Regions from separate parts of the Anser cygnoides genome. Here region 2 is linked to region 1. Evidence: chromatin contacts called from public Hi-C data. All regions are on one chromosome and are shown on one strand. Each heading gives the region's core, a stretch centred on a gene start, on an enhancer-like site or on the middle of the called end of the contact. The rest is flanking DNA. Distances are from core to core; before and after follow the strand shown. Region 1 holds the start of GARS1 (glycyl-tRNA synthetase 1). Region 2 holds the start of PLCD1 (phospholipase C delta 1).

Region 1 (4,722 bases), core at 1,371-3,870:
AGAGGCAGCGCACAGCAACTCTTTGTCCTGATCCCTAAGCGAAAGAGCACTCAGACGTAGGCAAGAAGAAAGGAAAAAGAAAAAAAAAAAAACACCACACAACCGAGGCAAGCAATTATGCTTGCTGACAGGACTCGATCTAATTAAAGCTCCGAGCCCAGCCCAGAGGAGGAGTGCACAGCAGCACTCGATGTGGCAAATTTCGCTGCAGCTTTGTCCCACGGACCAGTAAAGCAGAGAGGGATCCACCCCTGGATCACGGCAGCTTATTGCATCAGGCGCTGCTGCAGGAAGAAGACGGGGCTGCTCGCCTTCCTCTCCGGAGGTTAAGAGTCCCTCTGGTTTAATTAAAGCCTCTTCTCCGCTTCTCCAGGGGCTGGCAGATGGGGTCCACTGTACTGTAACGTCTCAGCTTATCGCCCTTCCTCCCTGAGCTCTCGTGCAAACATCTCATCGAGATACCGTGGTGAGCTGTACGTGAAATATCCCCGGCCCCAGCTCGACGTGTTCACCCGCACACCTTTCCCCGGCACCCCACGCTTCTGCTCCAGTCCCACCAGCACAAAGAAGGGGGGCACCGGTACCAACAGGGCAAACGGCAGCGTCCAAGACGCAGGATTTTACAGTAAATACATCAGCTGGTCCTAGGGATCATCATTTTCTTTACAAGGAGCTCCCCTGCCAAGGCATTATGCTGCACAATGATTCATACTAAAACCTCACCGAAGCGCCGGTGTAATTAGAGGGCCGTAAATCCACTCGTTTAATGGGGAAACACGCACAAATCCACCAGCACATGGGACACACACGTAGCCGGGCGTGCAGCCGAGCAGAAGACTACGGGTTCGGCCACCCGAAGGAGCCCGGTGGGGAACCCACACGTGGAGGTACGGGGAAATCCCAGGGACACGCAGCACGGGTACCGAGATCGAGGGTCACTTACGAAATAAAAGGACGAGCAAATCCTTCTCAGGGCAGAAGGAAGCTCAAGATAATAGCCTCACGTGCCAAGGAGATGGAAGGAGAAAGGTGTGCAGCCCCAGCTTCCAGGGCACAGCCACCTTTACGATGTTTAAGGATGATCGAACGACCAAAGCGTAAAGAAATTAGTATTCCTCACTGCATCGGGCAAATACGCAATTATTAAAAAAAGGTAAATCACCCCCCAAAACCCAGCACGAAGTCATTTCTAAAGGGAAGTCATCACATGACCCTGCTGGATGAGGAAACCTCTGCAGGCTGCTTTCTGAAGACAGCACCGAGAGCCAGCCACGGGGCCCTAAAGCATGGCAAGGGGGGCCCTAAAAGCATGGCAGGGGGAGGCCCTGGCTCCAGACGCGGGGAGGAAAGCCCACGTAGGCTGCCACCCGGATCCAGTGGGCGACACACGGGGAACCCCCAGAGACCCCAAACCGAGGGGGTTTCGGGACAGACCCACGGGGAGCCCTCGCTGCGGGCTCGTGGGGGAGGTGTGCAGGGCACTGCAGCCACCCCAAATCCTGAACCGTGGGATGGGGGCGGGCAGGGCCCTGTGGGGCTGTGGGGAAAGGCTTTGGTTGCTGCACAGGGGGACCCCACACCCAGTTGGGGCAGAAGGGACCCAGGGGGCCACTGCTGGGCCACGGAGAGGGGGATGTCGGTCTGTCACACAGCCCCGACCCTATGCAGGACCCCCTGGGACAGCAGGGATCCCCCCTCAGTGAGGTGAGGGGCACGTCAGGTACCACCTGAAACCAGGACCCCCTCCTCAGCCCCGTGTGCACCCCCGTACCTCCAAATATATCCCCATATCCACGTGTCCTCCCTGTCCTCCCATATCCCACCCGTATCCCTATATCCCCCCATCCTCCCTCATCCCCATGTCCCCCCCATATCCCCACAGCCCCCCGCCTGTGTCGCCCCCATATCCTCACACCCCCACGTGTGTCCCCAGTCTCCCCCATACCCCCGTGTCCCCCTACGCCCCCTATCCCCCCATATCCCCGTGTCCCCCCAGTCTCCCCTAAACCCCGTGTCCCCCCCAGCCTCCCCATTCCCCCTCATTCCCCCCAAAGCCCCCCCAGTCCCCTCCCTCCCCGCATCCCCCCACTCTCCCCCGTATCCCCATTCCCCCCTATTCCCCTCTAAATCCCCGTATCCCCCTCACACCCCCCCATCCCCATAACCCCCCCAAATCCCCTTATACCCCCCTTTCCCCCCCAAATCCCAATATCCCCTCAGTCCCCCCCAAATCCCCGTTTCCCCCCCATATCCCTCTGCCTCCCCCACTCCCCCCCATACCCCCGTATCCCCCCCATACCCCCCCATCCCCACTCCCCCCCAATACCCCCATGACCCCCCCAATTCCCCCCAGCCCCCCAAACCCCACAACCCCCCCAAACCCCCCATTACCTGATGCCGCACCGCCTGCCGCAGCGGCGCCAGCACCCCCTCGGCTGCCGGGCCGTCCATGAGGGCGGCTGCCGGTGCCTTTCCCGGTGTGTGAGCCCGTCCCAGCCCCGATGCCGGTCCCGGTGGCCGGCCCGGTGCCGGTACCGGCGGAGCCCAGAGCGGGACGAGGCGGCGCAGCGCGGGCACGGCGCTCAGGGGCGGCCGCGGCATGGGCGGGGGGGGGGGGGGGGGGGGGGGGCAACGGGGGGGGGGGGGGGGGGGAGCGAGCCCCGCCCCCGCCTGATGAAATCCCGCCCGGGTAAAGGTGGCGCCCGCCCCGCCGCAGCACTTTCGTGGTTTTTTTTTATTTTTATTTTTATTTTTTTTTCTTTCCGGCGCCGGCGCCGCAGATTCGACACGCGGGGAGGGAGAGGGGAGGCGCCGCCTGGGAGAAGGGGAGGGCGGCGCATGCGCGGGGCGCTGAGGGGAGCCCCGAGGGCTGTGGGGGGCTCCTGCTCCCCTCGGGTGAGGCGCTGGCACCCCAAAGTGGGGTTACTGCACCCCTAAAGTGGGGTTCCTGCACCCCAAAACGGGGTTCTTGCACCCCAAAGTGGGGTTCTTGCCCCCCAAAGTGGGGTTCCTGCACCCCAAAACGGGGTTCTTGCACCCCAAAGTGGGGGTCCTGCACCCTTACAGTGGGGTTCCTGTACTCCCAAAGTGGGGTGCTTGCACCCTAAAACGGGGTTCCTGCACCCCAAAGTGGGGTTACTGTACCCCCAAGGTGGGGTTCTTGCACCCCTGAAGCAGGGCTCTTCGACCCCTAAAGTGGGGCCCCTGCACCCCCTAAAGCAGGGCTCTTGCACCCCTAAACAAGTGCCCCTGCACCCCTAAAGCAGGGCTCTTCGAACCGTAAAGTGGGGCCACTGCACCCGTAAAACAGAGCTCTTTCACCCCCAAAGACGGGGTTTTGCACCCCCTAAAGCTGGTTTCCTGTGTCCCCGAAGCAGGGATCTTGTTCCCTAAAGCAGGACTCTTCAACCCCTAAAGCAGGGCTCTGGCACCCCCAAAGCGGTGCCCCTGCACCCCTAAAGCAGGGCTCTTCGACCCCTAAAGTGGGGTCCTTGCACCCCTAAAGCAGGGCTCTTGCACCCCCAAAGAAGGGGTTTTGCACCCCCTAAAGCTGGCATCTTGTGTCCCCAAAGCGGAGCTCTAGCACCGCAAAAGCAGGGCTCTTCAACCTCCAAAGCAGGGCTCCTGCACCCCTAAAGCAGCACTCTTCAACCCCCAAAGCAGGGTTCCTGCACCCCTGAAGTGGGATTCCCGTACCCACAAAGTAAGGCTCTTGCACCCCCAAAGCAGGGCTTCTGCACCCCCAAAGTGTAGTTTCTGTACTCCCCCCAAACAGGGCTTTTGCACTCCCCAAAGCAGGGGTCTCACAACCCCAAAACAGGACTGTTACACCCTAAAAGCAAGGCTGTTGCACCCCTAAAGCAGGGCTCTTGCACACCAAAACCAGGGCTCTTGTACCCCTAAATCAGGGCTCTTACATCCCCAAAGCAGGGTCTTCCACCCTCGAAAGCAGGGTTCTTGCAACCCCAAAGCAGGACTCTTGCACCCCTTAAAGCGGGGCTCCTGCTCCCCCAGAGCAGGTCTCCTGAACCCCCGAAACAGGGTTCCTGGACCCCCAAAGCAGGGCTCTTGCACCCACAAAGCGGGTTTCCTGCACCCCCAAAGCAGGCCCCTAGCACCCCAAAGCAGGGTTCCTGCACCCCCAAAATGGGGTTCTTGCACCCCCAGCGCCGCAGCAGCACGGGGCAGCCCCTGGCCGGAGCGCTGTGGGCCGCCCTGGGGGGGGCTGTGTTGGTTTTCCAGCCTGCTGCGGTGTTTTTGCTGTGAAAGCTTTGTAGGTTTTGGACCAGGCCGCGGTTTGCTTTTCCCTGATCCCCGGCCGCCCCTGAACCGTGCAGGGCCCCGGGGCTGGCGGCTCTGCCCCAATGAGAGCAAAAATTAAAAACTAAAAATTAAAATAATAATAATAAAACAACGATCGACCAGGTGCCCCAGCCCCGTGCTCGTCCCAGCAGTGATTTTGGGGTGATAAGGGGGGTTCTGGCTGCTCCTCGCCCCCGTTTGCAGCCCCGACCTCCTACCGAACGTGCCCGGGTATTTATTTATCTGCCGGTGCTGCGTGACGCGTTCCTGTTGCCGGCGTTAATTGGTATTTTTGCCTGGCTGCAAATTGCTGTTTTCGTCTCGCTGCCGCACCTCCTCGGAAGCGGCTCTGGCGCGGGGCTGCCGGCTTGGCGTGGGGCTACGGGGAGAGCACCCCGAGGGAACCGGGCGGCGTTTTGT
Region 2 (4,722 bases), core at 1,116-3,615, 320 kb after region 1:
CTGTGTGAGCACAAGGACTCCCAGTTCACATACATGTCAGGTTGATGAAGCAAAAGAAAGCTTATTAATAGCCCACAGAGTCCGGCAGATCCGTTGCATAATAAATGCAGATGACCCTTTATAAAATAAGCAACGAGAAGCCCATACAGCTGAATCAAACACGTTCCGAATAAAAGGCGCAGACCACTAAATCACAGCAGCTACATGGGTCTATGGACAAGGGAGCACGTTCAGTTTCCATCCCAGGATTCAGATCTCCATCCAAACACAGGACAAACAGAACTCTACGAACTTTTCAGAAACTCTCATCAAGAGTACTAGCCACTGTTGCTACCGGAATATATCCCAGGGGTGCCAGATACCGTGCTGAGATGGAACCGTGTGTCTGCGGTTAATTCTGATACAGCAAACACAGTTGTGTCCATGTGGGACAGGAAGAAACTGAGTTTCAACACACAGCCATAGATGAAACATACCTATAAACCACAGTATCTGAGAAATTTCTGACAAACGGAGCAGCGCAAGTCTGATCCTGCTAACTAACCAGCACGTGAGCAACCTTTCCTGTCTAAGAAGTCTGGCATTCAGAATGACTTTGGCACTGGTGCACGTATGTGCCAAGGAATTTCAGCAAATAGTTTTCTGAAAGCACACAGCTCATTCAGCACTTGTGTATTTTTCTGCCTGAGAGAAGAAAATAGAATAACGAACAGACACTGAATTTTCTTGGTCCCTAACACCACAAAAAAAAAAAAAAAAGTAATATTCACTGAAAAATGACCTACAAACCAGATTAGGAAAGATTTTAATACTTCCAGATGTATTTCCTAGCTTTCTTTCCCCAGTGGCTCTATAATGAATGAGATACCTACAAAAAGTTTAACATTAACCTCAGTTTCACCTTCCTGTCTATTTCTAGGTTCTGGGAAAAGCAGAGGGAAGATTTCTTGAGCCTGGGGATGATTTTTTCACAGTTTGCTTGGCAATGCTAACTGATTCTGTTTACAGTCAATCACAGATCGATCTATTAATTTTTTGTTTTGTTTTGTTTATAACTCATCTACAGGAAGAAAGCACCTATATCAAGAACTAGAAATAAGCACTCTAGACTTTTCCCATTTCAAGTCCTGAGCTGTTCCTGCTCATCAGTGAATAAAACACAATGAAGAGGTAACAGATCAATATCTTCAAGTCAGACCAGGGAATAAGGGATATTTCCCTGCCTATCAGACAAGCCTCCTCGTCTTGGTACTGATCGAGACTTCTTAAATCTCACTTGCTGTCAGGGCAGAGAGGATTTCTTCTTTTTTAGAAACATTACTTATTTTTTTACAGAGCATTTACAGAGTCTTGGGGGCAGGCGCTGAGCCGAAGAGATTTATCCTGGCTCTGCTGCCTTCACCAGAGCCTGATTTACTCCGCTGAGCATCTGTCCCGCTCTCAGTTTCACCATAAAGGGGAGGAGATTTGGATCAGCCTTGCTGGGCTCGCACACACTGATCAGCCAAGACACCCTTCCGACCAACACATCTAAGCTTAATAAAGGAGAAAAAATCTGTCATCTCTCTCCCGTAACACTGATTTAAACGCTGCGTTACTTCCAAGCGAGAGAACTGCGGCGGCAAAGGGGGAGGGAGGAGAGAGGAGGAAAAAGCCAGCTCTCGCACGAGATAAAAGGGCTGAAACACAAGGACATTTGTACAGACTTACTGTTGCAAGCGAGGAAGGTGCCGTTCGATTCCATGGCTGCAAAACGAGCCGAGGGGTGGCCGCAGGAAGGGCTCCGGCAAACAGCTGTGCCCAGATGTTAGCGCCGGCCGGGGCTGGCAGCCAGAGCCGCGAGGCTCCCCCTGCTCCCTCCTCCAGTAATCCCCAAACGTCAGCTCCCTTCGGCGAGGCCTGCTCCTTCCCCTTGGCTGGAGAGCCGTCTTCGCTATGACTCCTCATTTATTTCTCTCCCGCATCCGCACGCCGCCGCCTGCCCAACGCGTCGAGTGAGGCCAAGCGCCCAAGCCCCAGCGCCGGCCCTGGCTCCTCCCTGTGCAAGCTGGCCCTCTTCTCCGCGGGGCCAGCCTCCTGTTCCTGCTCCTGCTGGGGCTCCAAGCCGTGCCTCTGTTCCTGCTGCTGGCACAAACGCTTAAACACGCTCCGCTCCTTTCCGGCAAGGCTTCCAGAAGACGCCGAGCGCTCGAATCTGTCCCCAACCCAAGGGAAGGGCCGTACGACACGAGGCAGCACCTGGGGTTTAAAGGGCTTATTGGCACTGGTGGGGGCATATCTCACGACGCAACGCAACAAAACAATGAGGAAAAAAACAACAAAACAGCTCAGAAGCTGGCAGCGGAGAAGCTGTAACCACAACCGCTCACAGATTAAAGCAGACGAAAAGCTGCAAGCTTCACATTCGAGACAGCGAGGCAGAAAGCAGAAAAAACTCCTCGCTGCCCTGAGGCTTGTACCGAGCCGAGCTGTTTTCCTCTGCCCTGCCCCCTGCTCTTAAAATAGATTACATTTTTTTCCTTTTTAAAGGAGAAAAAGATGATGCTGTCGAGCAGGGAGGGGGAAAGAAAGGGAATCCACACTAGAAAAATAAAGTGTCCGTCTACCTGAGTGGCTGGGGGAGGTTTTTAATTATTTTGCTCTTGTTGTTTATTTTTATTTCTGGTTATTTAGGTGATCTTGATTCAATCAATGCAGCTGTCAGAGGATTCAAAGCCCTTGCTTCTCAGCAGCTGTGCACACAGCAGCTCCAGTGACAGAAGGGAAAAGTCCCTCTCTGACGGTGACAGCTCTGGGATGTACCTGGTGACAAATACTTTGGGACTAGGACTGTTCGCCCATCCCTGCCAGGAATTGAGCTGCTCCTTCAAGAGCTCAGACTTCACCTCCAGCTAATTTTATGCCCTCCAAATTGCCCTAATACAGCAAAACTCGCCTGTGCTAGCACAAAGCATAAGAGCAAACAAGTGAGACACTTTTTGAAGGACCCAGGAAGGAGCATCCCTTTTGCAAACCCACAGAAAAAAGGAGACGTTGGCTCGGACAGGGTCAAATTTTTTGGCAGTGAGGAAAGCAGGACAGCAGCCAGGGTGTCTCAAGAATCCTTGTAAAGCCTTAAAAGCCCCAGGGGAGGGGGGTTTCCAGAGGACACCACCAAAACCCATCACCCTATCAGCTGAAGGGGAAGCGACTGCTGGAGAGGTTGGTAGATGAGTCAGCCAGACTGGAAACTCCGGTAAAGCGGTGGTGATGAAGGTGTTATGGTTTTCAGAAGGGAGGAGAAGCAGAGAAGGGCAAACAGTTTGAAAGCGGTGACAGGAAATAACATTATAGTCAGTCCTTTGCCCTTCTCTATATCACACCCTGTTGCATCCTCATGCTGCCTAGCACAAGGCCTCACTTAAAGACATACCTGCCAGTCTCCCTGTGTCCCCTGTAGTAAAGTAAAGAGGTGTAAGCGAGCTGTTAGCCCCCAAAAAAGACGAAAACCACAATCTGGATAGTGCAGGGCACAGTGGCACCAAGACAGGACCATCAGCCCCCTGCAACACTGTGAACACCACCACGACTGCGTTGGCTTCCTCGGGCTGGACAGGGCACCCTCAAGTGGGACTGAGCTTCTCTGCCATCACACCTTGACATTTGAAGGCGTGAGGTTTGAAGGTGTGAAATTTGAGATTTGTTGATCCTCTGTGCCTACCCCTTTGGCAGCCCAACGCATCTGCCTGCGCTTCCTCCTTGCCATGCTGCCTTCTCCTTGATGAGATCAAGTGGGAGCAGAAATAGTGCCTGTCAGGAGGATTCGCAAAACTTTGTCCAACCTTGCACTTTTCTCCATTACGCTAACTCTTCCTGCTTCCGTACCTGTCCAGAAGTATCACTGTTTTAGCTGCTTTGAGCACTGTGGCACCTCCCTGCCATCCTAAGCTTAAGCATCACCACTCCTAAATCCTTGACAGGCTTGATGTGTGCTCAGAGCACGCCTAGCACTTGCAGGCAGCCTTGCATTCCTGGCATTCATCAGAAAGTACAGCAGCCGCCATCAGAGCCAGTGAAACCCTGCAGCAAACACACCGAAGCTGAGATCATACAGCACGGGTCTCATCAGAGCCTTTTTTCTCAAGGCAACAGTCTTTTTAGCTATATTTCTGCATGCATGCCATATGCACTTGATTTCACATTCTTTTCCATTACTGAAACCAATATATGTGCAGAATAACAATTAAACCAAAGTGACATGAGGAGCAATCGGGCTCCTGTAAGCTGCAGAAATCCTGAAGCAGTATTCTAAGAATAAAAGAAAAATATAAGAATCCTTTTTGAATCAAGTCCCTGGTCCCCAGTTTGGATCACAGCCCTCACTGTTTGCCTTCCTGGTTTGGGTTTTGGCTGATCCAAGAGACCCAAGGTGTTTAGGGGGATTGCCCTTTTCCTAGTTAAACCTGTATCACAGCTGAGTGGCAAGTTTAAAATTGGTGATTAAAAAATAGAAATAAAAAATCATCTGGAAGCCCTAAGAGAGCGATTTGTTCTCTAACAAAATGCATAGATAAGATAGGCTGCAACTGACTGTTCCTGCATCTTCACTTATTTTTTAAAAGCTGTCTGAATTTCTGATTGCTTCTTCCCTGTTCTGAATATACCTCCTAAGCTCTATCCATCAGCATACCCATGAACAGTTCTGGGGCTCTTGATCTTCAAGATCAAACTAGGATTTGAAGG

Evidence for each region. Hi-C and Micro-C count contacts between places; a contact is called where the count stands out from the background.
Region 2: a Hi-C map of liver shows a contact between it and region 1, with 2.7 times the contacts expected there. The contact joins the promoter of PLCD1 here to the promoter of GARS1 in region 1. A contact is called at or near these places in 3 of 7 Hi-C or Micro-C datasets (granulosa cells and liver).

Annotation. Positions count from the first base shown.
Region 1 is chr2:5,132,230-5,136,951 of Taihu_goose_T2T_genome, forward strand. It overlaps GARS1 (glycyl-tRNA synthetase 1), which reads right to left and starts at 2,621. Exons shown (of 17, transcript XM_066991401.1): 1 at 2,392-2,621. The coding sequence starts at 2,601.
Region 2 is chr2:5,449,672-5,454,393 of Taihu_goose_T2T_genome, forward strand. It overlaps PLCD1 (phospholipase C delta 1), which reads right to left and starts at 2,366. Exons shown (of 15, transcript XM_013182487.3): 1 at 1,711-2,366. The coding sequence starts at 1,744.